Regions from separate parts of the Zea mays genome. Here region 1 is linked to region 2. The links are chromatin contacts, called in public Hi-C maps. All regions are on one chromosome and are shown on one strand. Each heading gives the region's core, a stretch centred on a gene start, on an enhancer-like site or on the middle of the called end of the contact. The rest is flanking DNA. Distances are from core to core; before and after follow the strand shown. Region 1 has its middle 25 kb from the start of LOC100216587. Region 2 holds the start of LOC103630485 (U-box domain-containing protein 16).

Evidence for each region. Hi-C and Micro-C count contacts between places; a contact is called where the count stands out from the background.
Region 1: a Hi-C map of endosperm shows a contact between it and region 2, with 5 times the contacts expected there. The contact joins the enhancer-like site here to the promoter of LOC103630485 in region 2. A contact is called at or near these places in 3 of 25 Hi-C or Micro-C datasets (endosperm and leaf).

Annotation. Positions count from the first base shown.
Region 1 is chr6:165,055,125-165,058,999 of Zm-B73-REFERENCE-NAM-5.0, forward strand. No RefSeq gene overlaps it. Among protein-coding and RNA genes, the nearest start is that of LOC100216587, 25 kb to the right of the region's middle. Within about 2 kb of position 1,322, at least 16 of the 20 cell types and tissues checked have an H3K27ac peak or open chromatin away from gene starts, as enhancers often do. A contact at or near this core is called in endosperm and leaf, where this site is marked.
Region 2 is chr6:164,978,260-164,982,447 of Zm-B73-REFERENCE-NAM-5.0, forward strand. It overlaps LOC103630485 (U-box domain-containing protein 16), which reads left to right and starts at 2,708. Exons shown (of 1, transcript XM_008651535.4): 1 at 2,708-4,188. The coding sequence starts at 3,087.

The DNA.
Region 1 (3,875 bases), core at 72-2,571, 75 kb after region 2:
TACCTAAGTTTGGAGTTCGTTTTTGTTCTGACACCGATGGTTCGACTGTGTGCCGCGTTCGATTTGGGCCTATACACCGGAGCTGCGCTGTCAGGCGCTGCATGTATGTGCGGGGCGGATCTAAGCATACCCAGAGCTTATTTGGATCGTGCTCTCTCAGGCAGCTGCCTCCATGACAATCAATCCTGACCCAGGAACCTGCTGAAAACGGTCGCCTGAGATTGTTGTCTGGACCAGGCAGCTTCAGTGAAGACACAACCAAACAATCCCCTATATTCAAAATTCATTCTACGAACAGTGCAGAGCAGTCTACAGTGTAAAACATTTTTTTGGCCATATAGGTTATTGCTAGATACAGTGTAATGGATAGTCTAGGTAAACTCGTGACTAATATAACCTGAAATTTGACCTAAAAATAATTTAGTCTTAAATAGTTAGAAGACGATGGGTAGTTTTGATTGTACGAAGTACGAACTATGTGATTTTTTATATTTAATTTAATTTCTTTGAATTATGAATTTCCCCCCTTAAATTATGTGTTGCGTGATTTTTTTTTCCAAGTAAAACGCCATGTTTCATATAGCAATTTATAAAAAAAGCTGATGTGGTGACGAGGTGGTATAGATTCATGCTAAAAGGACAGTAACTCTCGGAAAACGTACGTGATGACAATGCAAATGCACGCGGGTTACACTTTCAGCATCCTACAGTGTGCTTCAGTTATCGCTCTGGGTTGGATGATCGAATCTCTGCACACAACAATAGCTGTTCGAGCTCTAGCTGATCCGTGACGTGCTCGAACCGTTACGACAGAAACTGACATGTGTCTTGTTAGATTCAAATTTTGAATAATCGTCGCATGAGGCTTGACGCGTGAGTTGTTCTTGTATATATGAAGTAAGGTTGTAGTCATATATGTAACACAAAAGACTTTGGGTACTTTGAAATGAAATGAAAAATAAGGAGAAATTTTCACTCTTGCTGATATAGATATACTCTATATAGGAGATATATAGAAATAGATATAGGTTTATATAGATAATATAATGTATACAGGAGACATAGATATATATAGGTTTATATAGATTTATAAAAGATATATAGAGATTCATCAAATGTGGTCATACTATGTGTTATATGCAGCAGAAACGAAAAGACAGCAAACTGTACGCAAAATAACCCTTGTCATGCAAAAAGAAAGTTCCTTTTTGTGCGCAAGTGTAACAAACAATGGCTGATCAAGGATGGCATCAGTCAGTACGCGTGGAGTTTCCGGGCACGGCGCCGTAGAGATCGATAGATATACGTATACGCGTGTTTCGCTACAGCCTAGCTACACGCATACAGTTGGCCAGCATCCAGTAAAAAGTCGTCCGTCTTTGTCAGAGTTAGTTAGACACTACGCTACAAAAATACACGTACGTTCAGTATGACATCACATCGCTTATCAGTCTATGCATCTTTGTGTAGACATCTTGATCATTGGAAAAGAAAAAGGTCATCAGAAACAAAACAAAACAAAAAAAAACAAATAATGCTTAGCTGCCATGCCCTTGACCAAATTACCTGACGTCCAGGTACGGTCCAGCAGCCTTGCACCTCACTCACACTCACTCACGCGCTCGCCGCTACGTACGTGTATGTAAAACACCGCCCTCGTCACGCGAATGACAGGCACGCCACGTTAGCGGCGCAACGAGACGACGTCGCGTCATCAGAAGTGGCCAGTGCGACCACACGCCAACGGGAAAAGTGGAACCGACAAAAGCCAACAAGAACGGACACACACAGTTCACACGCACGTACGCGCGCGCGGGACGACGGCCGGCGAACTCTCGCTCGCCGGCCAACACTAGAGGCGTCAGCATCCGCGACCGCGAGATTTCACGTGATCGGGCCGGCCGGCCTGGAGGCTGGAGGTGGAGCGATCTCACACGGAAAACCACGGGGCCGGGCGGTCGGTCGCCACGACCCCCTCGCGCGCCGTCCTGTCCGACGTAACCCGACGCGGGCGCACCCCATGCGTCGCCGCTTGCCGTCCCCCAGCCCCAGAGCGCGGTGCGGTGCTGCTGTGTTTGTCATGGCTCATGGACCCATGGACGACAGGCGAGGCGACCGATACGGTTCCAATCCTCAGCGCAACTGCTGACTCGTGAGCCGCAGAGCCGTCGAGTCCGGTGCACGGAAACGGAGGCAGCGCAGACAATGCTCGGATTGGAGCAGCTGAGTTGAGCACGAAAGGCCCGGAAGGAAAGGATCGCGTACGTTGCGAACACAATCTGGGTTTCTTGTACTCCGTGTCTCTGACATTGGCTATAATTGACCTACACGCTTTTTGCATTGTGACTTTCTAAAAACACACACACATATGGGCGCGAGTTGTTCCCCTTGGCGGGTGCCGGCGCAGACAATCCGCGGTCTAAGATAAGATGGTCCGCGATCTAACAGCATGAATGGGTTCCCTGCGCTGAGCCGGACGGTCCACGTGTGCATAAGACTGGCGGTGTTCGCCAACAACACCTAGATCTTGCCCCCGTGAGTGACTTCGTCAAGGAGGAGAAATCTTAGGGTTTGTCTTAGAAACGGCAGGTCACCCAAGACATCTCTAGACAACGTCGAGTTGCAGGGAGGTGAAAGATTAAGATGAAGAAGACTACATTAGTGGCTACCCCTATGGTAAGAAAGTAAAGATATTGATAAATAGGTTGATTGATTTGATTGATGGTGCCAGCAGTCGACAGTACCCCTTCATATATATAAGGGATGTCTGGATCCGTTCCTAGGAGTTCCCCAACATAATCTGCGGGTTTAGATGGATAAACACGCGTGGAAAACATGTTAATTACGCCTAATCTGATCTAATTGTGAACCGTCCGCACCTAGGGGCAAATGTTCGGCCGTACCTAGTATCACAAATGATGCTCAATAGTGTATATTAGGAGCCCTGTTCTTCCAATAGCTTGGAGGAAGCCCTAGCCCAACGTTGCTATTCGGTTCAACCGCACGAGGTTCAGTCGTCTATAAAAGGAGCCCAGGCCACTAGGGTTTAGTTTTTGATGTCCCCACCCCGACACACGAGCGACAGGGCCCCCTCGCGCGGCGGTGGCAGATGCGCGCACCCGGCAGCGGTGATGCCCTCTAAGGTGCGAGTGGCGACGGCGGCCCCACGAGGCGCGTGCGACCAGAGGCACATGCTGCACGGCAGCCAAAGGCACGCACGACGATGGTGGTTCCCTGATGCGCGCACCCGGCGTTGGCGATGCCCTCCGAGGTGCAAGCGACGATGGCGGCCCTGAAGGCGCGAGCGACGGTGCGGCCTCGGGAGCCACGATTGACGTTCGTGACCTCGAGAGGCGCATGCGGCGCGACGACGGTAGCTCCCCAAAGCGCGCATGGCAGTGATGGCCCCCAGATGTGTGTGCGACAGTGACATCCTCCTACCTCCAACTACTCCTTGTTGAGCTCCTCCAATCTGGTGTGCCTCGGGCATCCTCTAACGACGACATTCTCCGATCCGGTGTCTTTGGGGCATCCTCCAGCGACCACCTCATCTAATCCATGTGTTATGCCTTCCATGATTATTTTTTATGTCGACCACTGTAATATATTATGCATTCCATTTGATGATTTTATGATGATGAATATGATGTCTCTCAGGCGACTTGGTATTTTTATGGTAATAACATAGATAAACAGGTTGATTAGTTCACTCTCGGGATTTTTCTTTAAAAATCATCGGGCCGTGAATAGGAGTCGGTCCGGTGTGCCACCGGACCGCCTCCAATGGTGCCCAGAGGACCAACGGCTAGCTGACATCATCGGATCGGTCCCATGCCCGTCATCTAAGGAAGGTGGCCAATTAGATCCCGGACTAG
Region 2 (4,188 bases), core at 1,458-3,957:
GACACTGCTGGGGCTGAGGCCGAGTGGCTTCGTGATTTCCTATTGGACTTACCGGTAGTTGAAAAACCGATACTGGCTATTTCCATGAACCGTGACAACCAAACGGTGATTACAAAGGTTAATAGTTCTAGGAATAACATGAAGTCTACAAGGCATGTTAAGAGGAGATTGAAATCTGTGAGAAAGTTGAAAAACTCCGGAGTTATAACTGTGGATTATGTCCACACATCGAATAATCTGGCAGATCAATTCACTAAGGGTCTGTCACGCAATGTGATAGAAAGTGCATCGAGGGAAATGTGTATGAGACCCATGTGAAATCTACTCTAGTGGTAACCTGCTCTATGTGATCGGAGATCCCGTGAAGTAGAGTGGAGAAATAAGTTAGGAGTAGATTGTGAGGAAAGATCCCTTCCTTAACTCATTTCTGATGCACATCTTTCCTATCTGTAAGGCAGGATGGTTTTTACCTTAATGTATTCCAAGAGTCTTATAAAGGTGAGATGTTGTCCTACAGAACATCTTTTGAGGAATACACCTATATGAGTCAGACTGCTGGTCACAGTCTATGGGACTTGGGTAATCCCTAAATACTCATGAAAGGCACTGAAGTGTGACTTATATGCTTCTAAACAGCGGGAATACCCTTTTGCAGCCTAGTATCAGCAAAGGATTTGAGTGAATCTTATTTCGCACAAAACTGTCAATTCAAGGCATAGTCCATTGTTCAGTTGTGAATGAGTGAAACTCTAATTCTAGATGGATGTTCAACTTAACAGTCTCCATCGAAACACTGGTATATCAAAGGATTGTGATTCTGATACTTCATCATTACAAATCCTAGAGTTTGGTGGGGATTGTTGGATCTTTTATGGGCTTGACCCATTTATTGAATAAACTCTATGGTGTGTAATGGTGGAGAATACCAATAGTACCACATTGGAAGTCCAAGGGTCTTTTGGCTTGACTTATATGGTGGGATTTATTCCACTTAACTTGGGAAGTCAAGAAATGGACAAGAGCGTGCCACACGCGCGCGCGCGCCGCCGCCGCCGCCGGCCGGGCCGGGCGTGGCGAGGCAGGCAGGCAGGCGAGCGGGCGGGGTGTGGTGTGGTTGTGTTAATTTTTAGCACCCACTAACCGCGTAAACCTTTCAGCTGCATGCGAGACCGTTGTCCTTCAGCTGCCCGTCTCTTGGCGTGTCGCGTGCAGACTCTTCTCCTTCAGCTTCCCTCTGCGAGAGGTTAAATAGAGGAGAACCCCTCGCACTTGACACACACGAGAACAGAACCATTTCAGAGTCACAAGTCCAGCCGCAAGTGAGGGTGTTTCCATCTCGTAGCTCTGCGCGCACAGAGAGGCGAGAGGGCAGGTGCCTCCGAAGCCCTTGCCGTTCGAGACCCTGCTCGGGGGATCGGCAATTAGGTTTTTGGGGAGCGTCTACGCGACTGCCCAACATCTGTCTTTGTCTTCATCGCTGGTTCCTGGCGTCTTCATCTCGTACCACATGACAAGTGAAGTTGGACAGGGATCTAGATCCTCGGAGCGCATGGGAGGGTATGATCAATTCATCTCCTTACTGTTTTACATTCTGCAGATTATATATGTTACATATGTTCATACCTGCTGTTTCATATATAGCCATAAATTTATCCAATGTGTTTTGTCATATTATATCATGACATGTCTGATGCCTGTTCATACTAGTAATATGATAAATTTGTTTGTCTTAATTTTACAGTCATGCTGTTTATGTTGTTGTCTGTTTATTCTCAATTGTTCTGACTGTTTATATGCTTATTATATTTATATGATTCATATGCTTTATGTTCTCATGATCCATATTGTTATGAATATATTTAAAATCACGATTTCTATGATTAAACATATTTTATGTGTCATCATCATAATGTTAATTTATGGAATTAAAATGATATGAAAAATACCTATATTTCTAACATTATGCGCCACCACTGGTCACTGCGGTCCAACTGGAGGGTACTGGCACGAACCATATCTGTCGATTCGGTGCAAAACGTGGACTTCGTGGGGGCAAACTAATACCAGTACGTGCGATGCGACATGTAGCTTTTATATCACACGATCCACCTGGTTGCATCAAGAAGCAACGCATCTGCCTCTCCTTCCAGGAGCGTAGAGCCGGTCGGGTCCTGTGTGTATGGTGTGACCGTGATCCAGAGTGTAATATTCGATTTCCACATGTGACATGGGGGAAATGAGCAACTGCCTGCACCATGGCTGGGGACTGGGCGTGGTTGCTGACAAAGGACCTGCAGGAAACTGTCCTCGCCCGTTCGAGAACAGGAATTTGTCCTGCAAACTGCAGCGCAACCTTGGAAGATTTCCATTTCCTTTTTGGTGAAAAATTGAAGCTTTCCATTTCTTATCCCGGCCTGCAACAACGAGACCATGGACGCGATCCGCTCAAACCGGTTCTAGCAGCTTTACCAACCCCTCTCCCTCAACTGCCAGACCCAAGCCGAGTCACACACGACTACACGAGGCCAAGTACCCCCGGCCAAATCCGGCCGGCCGTGCACCGAGATCGAGCGGCCAGCGTTTTGCCCCCTTTTTTTCTGTTATGGCCCAGCGCGTCAGGCTGTCGACAACATCTCGGCTTCAAACCGTTTCGCCTCAAAGATAGTGTTTTTTTTCTTTTGGTGGGAAAAAAGTAAATACTCCTACTAGTGTTGAGTTGGAGAACGACAGCAATAAAGAAAGGAAATGCACATGCCATGACATGGGTATCCATCACATCTGGGGCCACAACAGTCAGGAGGATTCCGTCCGATTTCCAGCCTCTTCAACCCCAGCTCGCGCACAACTCAACGCGCCAAGCCACCCACGCCGGCCACCCCGTATATATGCTACCCCTCCCCGCCTTCCGCTCCGTGTCTTCTCCCATCTCATCGTCCCATCCCATCTCCAACTCGTCTCACTTGTCCATCCATCCGTGTTTCTTCACCGCCTTCTCTTCGGATTGAGATTGTAATCAGAATCGGATTGAGATTGTAATCAGAATCGGATTCCATCGTTACATACTCAAGGCACATACAGCAGCACCAATGATGAGCGACGCGTGGCCGTCATCCCCCTACTCCTCGTCGGCGCCCGACGGGGAGGTCCTGCGCTCCCTGCACCGCCTGGCGCGGGACCTGTCGGCGGCCGAGGCGCCGGCGCCGTTCCTGCGGCCGGTCTTCGCAGCGGTGGCCAGGCGGGCGCGCCTGCTGGCCGCCGTGTTCGACGACCTGCTGCTGTGCGGCGCGGCCGCGGGCCCGCTGCTGCTGCTGCTGCTGCCGCGCTCCGCGTCCCTGTGCCTCCGGGAGCTCCTGCTCGTGCTGCAGCGGTTCAAGGCGCTCGTGGCCGACTGCGCCACGCGCAGCCGCACGCGCCTGCTGCTTCAGTCGGATGAGGTGGCCGCGCGCGCGCGGGAGCTCCAGCACGACCTCGCCACGCTGATCGACCTGCTCCCCGCCGCGGAGCTCGGGCTCGCCGACGACGTGTCGGACCTCCTGGCGCTCGCGTCGCGGCAGTGCCGCCGCGCGGCGGCCCCGGAGCTGGAGCTGAAGGCGGGCGTGCTCGCGCTGATCCAGGAGGTGGAGCGGGAGATCGTGCCGGAGCGGGAGAGGCTTGAGGGTATCCTGGAGGACGTGGGCATCAACGACCCCGCCAGCTGCAGCGACGAGATCGAGACCCTGGAGCGGGAGATCGGCGACCGCGTCGCCGAGAGGTGGACGTCGTCGATGATCGCCCTCGTCGGCCTCCTCCGCTACGCCAAGTGCGTCCTCTTCAGTGCCGCCACGCCGCGGCCCGTGGACTCCAAGGTGGATCTCGACGACGCGGAGCCACCGTCGCCGCCGCCGGACTTCCGGTGCCCCATCTCCCTCGAGCTGATGGGCGACCCCGTCGTGGCTTCTAGCGGTCAGACGTACGACCGTGACTCCATCACGCGCTGGTTCGGCTCTGGCAAATCCACGTGCCCCAAGACCGGGCAAGTGCTGCTGAATCTGGAACTCGTGCCCAACAAGGCGCTCAAGAACTTGATATCGCGGTGGTGCCGGGAGAACGGCATCCCCATGGAGAGCAGCGAGTCCGGGAAAGCCGAGCCGGCGCCGGCGGTAGGCGCGAACAAGGCCGCGCTGAAGGCGGCGCGCATGACCGCGTCGT